Linked DNA regions of Sus scrofa: region 1 is linked to region 2. Evidence: chromatin contacts called from public Hi-C data. All regions are on one chromosome and are shown on one strand. The core of a region is the stretch at or near the end of the contact, and the rest is flanking DNA. Distances in the headings are between cores, read along the strand shown. Region 1 has its middle 210 kb from the start of SPRY2. Region 2 has its middle 260 kb from the start of NDFIP2.

Region 1 (4,442 bases), core at 1,159-3,658, 190 kb before region 2:
ACAGTTGGGAAGGATGACAGTTTGCTTTAGGAAGACCGAGTAAACAGGGAGTAGCAACCATTGAACAAATGCGAGGCAGTGGATGGGAAGCCGGTACAGCCCTCCTTTGGTAGCATGGGCTATTGGGTCCAGGACCCCCACTGATAACATAATCTGTGGATGCTCAAGTCCCTCATATAAAATGGCACAGTACAGTCAGCCCTCCATATCTGTGAGTTCTGTATCTGCGATTCAACTGAACACGGATATGGAGGGCTGACTAGACGTAAGAGAATGGACAAGAGAAATGATGATAATTGGGAAGGAAGAGTAAGCTATCCAGGTAGATATTCAGGGACGGGTCTGATATTCAGATACTGGTGACGAAGGGGACACTTGGTCACTGGGACAGGTCAGAAGCCTAGCTGCTAGATCAGAACAAGATTAAACAAGGTTAATTTGCCATTGACTAATCTGACCTATGAAATAGTGCTCTTTCAATTTCCCTTGACAAATAAAGTGTTGTTCCAACATCTACAATTCAACGGAGCCTTCTGATTGGGTTTAATTGGAGAGCTGAGGAATGGGGGTTAGGGAGCAATCAGAGACTTTAGCATCATTTAGGATCACTTTGTATGACGGGAACAAAGAAGCTGTGAAGTGTAAAGAAAAAAAAAAGAGTGCTCAAAGGAGTATGCAAAATTTTGTGAATCAGAAAGCAAGAATTATCTAATGATTAAGAAATCTAATTTTATTTATTTATTATTTATTTATTTGCCATTTCTTGGGCTGCTTCTGCAGCATATGGAGGTTCCCAGGCTAGGGGTCTGATCAGAGCTGTTGCCGCCGGCCTACGCCAGAGCTCGGGATCCGAGCTGCCTCTGCGACCTACACCACAGCTCCCAGCAATGCCGGATCCCCAACCCACTGAGCAAGGCCAGGGATCGAACCCTCAACGTCATGGTTCCTAGTCGGATTCGCTAACCACTGAGCCACAACGGGAACTCCAAGAAATCTAATTTTAATCATGTCCTTGTACAGATTTTTTAAAATTCATCTTAATTTAAGAAATGAGAAAGAAGAAGAAAATGTCCACTGTATATGTGGACTTTGCACAAAATATTATTATGAAATTTATCCCGGGGCTAAAGAAAGGGAAACTGGAATTCCTGTTCTGGTGCAGCAGAAATGAATCTGACTAGGAACCATGGGGTAGAATGTGCTCTGAAAAGCAAAAAAAAAAAAAAAAAAAAAGAAAGAAAGAAAGAAACTACTTAGTGTGTTTAGGGCTCAGATGGCAAGCAAGAATCAAAAAGAGCTTTATATATTGGTCAGTAAACTAGCTAGAAGAATAATTTAATTTATTAATTTTATTTCTCCTAAATGAGATAAAAGAGTTGTGGCAATTATAATTTCACTTCTCTCTGAATAATTCTTGGGTAGAAAAAATAAAGCACTAAGAGAAAAGCCCCCCCACCTCCACCTCAGGGACAAGGTTAAGAGCCAGAAACCAGTGATGAGGCAGCCTTTGTTGAGAGCAGCAGAGCAACATGATAAAAGGACGGAGGCTAAGGGTTTGGGATTCCCGCCACAGCGTTTGGATGCTGCTACAGGTATTCCTAGTGTCCAATTCAGCGCCAGGATGCTTGATAACATTTTATTAAATGATGTTTTAATAAATAAGTTCTTTTTTTTTTTTTTTTCTTTTGTCTTTTTGCTATTTCTTTGGGCCGCTCCCGCAGCATATGGAGGTTCCCAGGCTAGGGGTCGAATTGGAGCTGTAGCCACTGGCCTACGCCAGAGCCACAGCAACGCGGGATCCGAGCCGCGTCTGCAACCTACACCACAGCTCACGGCAACGCCGGATCGTTAACCCACTGAGCAAGGGCAGGGACCGAACCCGCAACCTCATGGTTCCTAGTCAGATTCGTTAACCACTGCGCCACGACGGGAACTCCTAATAAATAAGTTCTAATGCCATATGTTATTCAAATTACATATATCCTTGATCCAGTCGGTCAAATTTAATCCGTGTTAGGAACTCTCCTCATTCATAATTTTTCAGCACAGTCAATTCTCAAAGTCTAAATGAAAAAAGCATCCTCATCGTGGCTTAAGAACAACTGCATCATACTTGTCCTTATACCCAACCTTGACTAATTCTCACATGTATTTCAGAAATATGAATAACATCTTCATGCAATTCATATAAGGCAGAGAAAAAGAGGTATCATTATTTCTGTCTTAATGACAGATTTTGAGGTTAAGGTGACTCATGAACAGCTGAGCAGCCAGTCAGTGGGAGAAACCAAAATAGAAATAGAACGGAAACGCCTCCACCGCGCCCCCCACTCCCCCACCCGGCTCGCTAGCGCTCGGAGCTGCAGGGCAGCCGCCCCGGGGATGGAGCGTGATGCCCGCGGAGTGAATCGGCAGCGCTTCCTGCGAGGAAACGAGCTGCGCCAGGAAGAGTCCGTGGGGATCAGTGAGCACGACTCCCTCTCCACCTAGCAGATAAAAACGGAAGGCGAGAACTCAGAAAAGCAAGCCTCTAAAACACGGAGCTCGTTTTACTGGGAGGAGGATGATTCATTCACCTTTCACTGAGTAATTTTCAAAATCACCAGCCAAGTCACCTAAACTAAATAATTTTGACGTCCCAAAGAATGTAACTACCCCATATGTTTTAGATGGACCCTGTCCAGCCGCTTTTACCTCCGCGGGTGGCGGGGGGTGGCGTGGGGGAGGGCGGATATCTTTTTCAGCGGGTTTCTGATTCTCTTTACCTACGCAAGAACAGAGTAGGAAGGCACGCTGTCATCACAGATCTCTATACTTAAATTACTTAAAAAAAATAATCAACAATGGACTAGAGCAGGTGTCAGTCTTTGACTTGCAAAGAAATTATTCTTGGACTTCGTAAGGAGCTTAAAGGTCATTTTTAAAACGTATTTAAGTATATATATACATATGTATTAACACCCCCCCCCAAAACGGCCCTGAGTGGATGAATTTAAAATGACGTCTGTGATGTGTTTGATAAAGTTAAGATGCACCTCTCCGTCCTCCATCCAGTTCAAATAATCATGTTGTCCAACGCAAATATGAGTTTCCAGTAAGCGAAGTCATTCCTTTTCCTACAGCTCTGAAGCTAGAGGCCTGCACGTCTATCTCACTGAGGCTGCTTTCATAATTCCAGTGGGCTGGGTTCGAAGAGAAATTTTAAAACTGTTTTCCTCTTAACCAAGTTTTGTTTTTTTTTTTTTTTTTTTTTTTTTTTTTTTTTGCCACAGTACTATAGCTTACAGCAACCCACGCCTCACAGGGAGAAAAAGGTAATTACTAAAACCTTTGCTTAATTCACCAGAAAAGTTCTAAGACTGTTAGAACTTTATTGTTTAATTGCCTCCCACAGCCTCACTTCATCGACCCCACTTGATCGATTTTTTTCCTCTGCTGTGTGCTAGTGCCTGTGGTTCTCTTCCTTATCATGAATTTTGAAGCTGAAGTTAAACTTCTAGAATTTATGCCCTCCAGTGTCCAACTATCCCACCTCCTCTGAAGAATAAGCATGAGTACAAAGCAGTTTAGCCACTGGATGTGAGGAGAGGCGCTTGTGAATGAGATCAACACTTGTAGAATGTAAGCCAGACCCGTTAAACTCGAACGTGGCCATAAAGAACCGCCTGAGTCTGATAGAAGGGATGTCAGCCAAAACAGAAGGTTCTTGTGGTGAGACGGGCTGATACGGTCAGGCTGGAAAAACCTCTCCACTCCTACCTGCGGGCATCTGGATTCCACAGGCTTGCAAATGGCAAGTCACTAAATAACGATTCCTTAAGAGTTTTCTGTGTGCTAGGCAGAGCCCCTGCACGTGGCATGTGGCTCAGGACATGATGATTTCAGTTCCTTGAGCAAACTTAGATAAAATCAGGGGGAAAATGTTTCCCTGCTTATCCTGGATACTGTCCCATGAAAGCGAGGTAGTGCAAAGTTTTCGAGGGAGAGTTAGTATAATGGGACTCTCTTCCAGTGTAATCTGGCTGGTAGGAGGTTCCACAGCCTCCAAGGTTTTCACACTCCGTATATTTGATGTGTACCAGCTAAGGAGCTAAGAAGACACACATTTCCTTATTCTTTGGATGAGTCCAGTGGAAAAATTATATTTGGCCACTGGATCCTTTTTAAAGGCTCTCTATCCACCCAAAGTTTGATGGTAATTTACTTCTCCCTGGAAGCTATGAACATGGTGTGGTTCTTGAGAATTTTTAATAACTTTAGTTAAGACTAGGGCTGAGCCTTAGAGAAGTTGGGTGTATCTGGAGTCACTCCAGTACAGGAAAAGGATTGGGGGGGGGGGGGGGCAATTGTGTTGCTTTGTATTCTGTCCCGCATGACTTTGCCTAACCTGAAATTTTGCAAAGCCAACCTGGCACCAACTGAGTACTCTCACTTCTGCTCAT
Region 2 (4,025 bases), core at 216-2,715:
GGGCCACTTTTGCAACCAATCTACCACATATTAGGCAACTACCATTTTAATAATTAACAAACTTTTTTTAGGCATTTACTTTGTGCCAGGTCCTACTCCAGAAGCCAAGGATACAGCAGGCAGCGGTACCAACAAAAACTCAATTCTCAAAAAGCTAGATTTCTACAGGGGAAGACAGGGAACAAATTAAAAAGGAAAGTAAAATATATTGTTTGTCATGATAAGGCCACTAAGAAGTGAATAAACGTAAAGAAGGGGGGAGTTCCTGCTGTGGCACAGTGGGTTAAGAATCCGTCTGCAGTGGCTCAAGTCACTGCGGAGGACAGACGTTCAATCCCCAGCCTGGCTCAGTGGGTTAAAGGATCCCACGTGGCCTCAGCTGTGGTATAGGTTGTAGCTGCAGCTCAGATGCAATCCCTGGCCAGGGAACTTCTATATGCCATGGGTGTGGCCATGAAAGGAAGTAAGGAGGGAAGGAGGGAAGGAGGGAGGGAAGGAAGAGAGGGAGGAAGGAAGGAAGGAAAGGAGGAAGGGAGGGAGGAAGAAATAAAAGAAAAAAAGGTAAGGAGGAGATGAAGGTTGACTGTAGGGGACATTTTACATTGCGTGGCCACAGAAGGAGACATAAAAGGGATGAAAGCATGGACTCTGAGGAATGGGGGGGGTCCATGGGGTTGGGGGGGAGAGTTTTCCAGGTAGAGGGAAGAGCACATGCACTGGCAGTGAGGGGGAAGTGTGCCTGGTACTTCTCAGGAGTAGTGAGGTGAGTGTGGCTGGAGTACCCTGAGCACTGGGGTGAGGAGTGGGAGAAGAAATGCAGTGAAAGAAACAGGAGGGGAGGAGCTCCCATTGTGGCGCAGCAGAAACAAATCCAACTAGGATCCATGAGGATGTGGGTTCGATCCCTGGCCTCACTCAGTAGGTCAGGAATCCAGCATTGCCATGAGCTATGGTGTCAAGTAGGTTGCAGATGCGGCTGGGATCTTGAATTGCTGTGGCTGTGGTGTAGGCTGGCAGCTGTAGCTCTGATTGGACCCCTAGCCTGGCAACTTCCATATGCCACAGGTGTGGCCCTAAAAACCAAAGGAAAAAGAAAAAAGAAAAGAAAGAAAAGAAAAAAGAAATGGGAAGAGGGTGGCAAGGAGGATTTTGTCTTTTACTCCAATTTAGAGGGCGAAGCTGTTGCAGAGTCTGCATGAGAAATGACATAATTGACTTAACAGAACAAGGAAGGCAGCGGCCAGAAATAGACTGCAGGGCGCACAGGGCAGAAGGAAGACCAATTAGGAGCCTATGAGCACAGTGCTTTGATATCCCACGCAGACCTCACATTCTTCAGATCCCAATGTGCCTGCGAACCCAGAGCAACTCAGGTTTTTTTTTGGTTTCTCTCACTGCCCACTCTTTCCTCCTCTCCTTCCTGTGTTTTTTATAGAAGTGACGTAACACCACTTTGGGTCCTGTTTCTAATACATTCCTCAGCTGCCACCCGAAGGTGAAGGTCTTAATTGTCACACAGTTTCTCACAGGAACTGGCATCTTTGGAACATTTTGAAAAGGCCTCTCTGAAATCTAACATCTCAGAATGAAGTCCACTTCTTTGTAGTATTTAATGCAATTTTAGATGTTCTCCAGACAACGGGGTGGAAGAGAAGGAAAATTTAATTGAAAGGTCTATATGTCGCTTGAGTTCAAAGGACTTGCGTACTACCTGTGTCACCTTAGGAAAACAGCCAAGCTGGTCTCTGCCTCTCATACCATCACCTAGAAAATGGGGATAAAATACTGATCATGACAGATGACAGTAAGGATTAAAATGAGAGGAGCTGTGTCTAGCATGGATACTAATTCTCTCCTTTTCAAAGTGGGTCATTTGGGATGGGGGAGATTTTTATGTGTGAGTAAAGTTACACTTTTTAAGTCAATTAATGCTAAGGTGGAGTGAATTCTTTTTTGTTTGGTTGGTTTTTGGCCATGCCAGCAACATGCAGAAGGTCCTGGACCAGAGATTGAACCTGGGCCATATAGTAAGCCCAGCCGCAGCAGGGACAATGCTGTGTCCTTAACCATTAGGCCACCAGGGAACTGCTGAATTCTTTTATATATGTATATATCACTGAATCTGAGTGAGGCTAAGACTGATAGGAGGCATCAGCTTGGTGCTCACACAGTATATCTTTGAGTGGTTTGGAAAATTTTCAACTCTGAAAAATTGCCCCCAAATAACCTACAATTTACCTCTGCCCTGGTCTGACTGCAACCCAACGGTTGCCAGGACTGAGGCATGGCTTTCAGGCCTCAGTGCGTAAAGGCCTTTGAGATAAGCGTCTCCTTTGCTCCTGGAGCCCCTACTTTATTGCCAGGGTCCTTCAAGCATCAGGTACTTTTCCTTCCTTCCTCACAGATACCTCCATTTACCCAAGTCAACAGTCTGCAAGGTAAACTCCGAGGTAGAAGACAGTGTTACAAGCTCCCACTTCCTCCAAAATAACAGTATAAACAACAAAGAATAGGCAAGGGTAACAAAAGAACAAATATGTAGAAATTACTACAGTTTCAGAAATCACATAATGTGCAGCTCAAAAAAAGTTGTTATAGAAGCTCTTGGCTGGTTCTAGAAATTGTCATAAAATATGGTCCAAACCTGTCTTGATTGGATGCTACATGGTCTTATTTTCATGCTGTGGTTTCCTTCATCCCTGAATCCCCCAAACAACTACTAGAAAAAAAATTTTTTACCAAAAATAAAAGTTTAACTTACAAAGACTCCAAACAACACTCTGAAAATCAGGTCAAATTTGTCTACGGCCATACCACCCTGAACATGCCTGATCTTGTCTGAAAATCAGGTCAATTTTATTTAAAATATTATATGTTGTAGGATTCAACTAAGAGCCCTATACCTAAACCACTTACTCTTTGAAAAATACTAGAATGATTGTTAAACAGGATGGGAAATCGGAATCATTAGTCCAATAGAATTAAATGCAGCAACGTTATAGAGTTCCCATTGTGGCTCAGCAGGTTAAGGACCTATTATCTCTGTGAGGATGCTGCTTCAATCCTTGGACTTACTCAGTGGATTAAGGATCTGCTGTTGCTGTCATTGTGACAAAGGCCTCTGCTGCAGCTCCGATTTGACCCCTGGCCTGGGGACTTCCATATTCTGCAAGTGCAGCTAGAAAAAGGAAAAAAAAAAAAAATGCAGCAATATTATCAAGGTTTCAGCCAGGGCACTGGCATCAATTTTATAGTATAGATGAATATAGGTATTCATTAAAATAGTATTCGACCTGGCCCTAGAACTATACACATCAGGCATTTTACCATTATGCAGTTAATTTATTAAAACCCATTCTCGCTTCCTTTTGCCTCTGAGCTTAGATCTACAAATTCATTTGTTCAGTATTCAAGATTCAACAAATCTATTGAGTCGTTAGGATATGTCAAAACTATACTAGACTCAAGAGAATAAACTGCAGATAAGACATAACACTCATGGTTTCACAGAGCTTATTTTACATGTGTGTGTCTTAGAGTGGGGAAAGATATGGGAAGGGTTTTATAAAATAAATAAATCAACACACACATATGACAACATAAGCTACAGTAAACTCTGCGGCAACATAGAGCAGTGTAGAGGGGGAGAGTATGAGATGGTAGGGAAAGTGTTGATATTAACACTAATGGGTAACATGCATTGAGTCCTCAGTGTGCGACTGAGGCTCAGTATGTGATAGGCGTTGTTGAAGTGCTTATGTGTGTACAAACCCATATAATCCTCTCAATACCCTATGAACTAAGGACTATTAATTCACCCCTATTTAACAGACTAGTAAGTCTTAGTGAGGCATAAAAAAACTTAAGTTACTTAATCGAGGTCTGCCTTGCTGTTAGGTGGCAGAATGGGAAGCTGCTCCCAAGGCGTCTGTTTCTAGAGCCTGGGCATCTTCCTGCCCATCAGACATGAGCGTGACCCAGCACAACTGTGATGGAAAAACCAAGCCAAATGGAAATGTCTGAAT

What was found. A called contact is a pair of places that touch in the nucleus more often than the background predicts.
Region 1: a Hi-C map of embryonic fibroblasts shows a contact between it and region 2, with 2.6 times the contacts expected there. The contact joins two enhancer-like sites. A contact is called at or near these places in 4 of 47 Hi-C or Micro-C datasets (embryonic fibroblasts, epiblast stem cells, fibroblasts and 1 more).

The regions. Positions count from the first base shown.
Region 1 is chr11:51,943,302-51,947,743 of Sscrofa11.1, reverse strand. No RefSeq gene overlaps it. Among named protein-coding and RNA genes, the nearest start is that of SPRY2, 210 kb to the left of the region's middle. Within about 2 kb of position 2,408, at least 15 of the 83 cell types and tissues checked have an H3K27ac peak or open chromatin away from gene starts, as enhancers often do. A contact at or near this core is called in embryonic fibroblasts, where this site is marked.
Region 2 is chr11:51,748,776-51,752,800 of Sscrofa11.1, reverse strand. No RefSeq gene overlaps it. Among named protein-coding and RNA genes, the nearest start is that of NDFIP2, 260 kb to the right of the region's middle. Within about 2 kb of position 1,465, at least 10 of the 83 cell types and tissues checked have an H3K27ac peak or open chromatin away from gene starts, as enhancers often do. A contact at or near this core is called in embryonic fibroblasts, where this site is marked.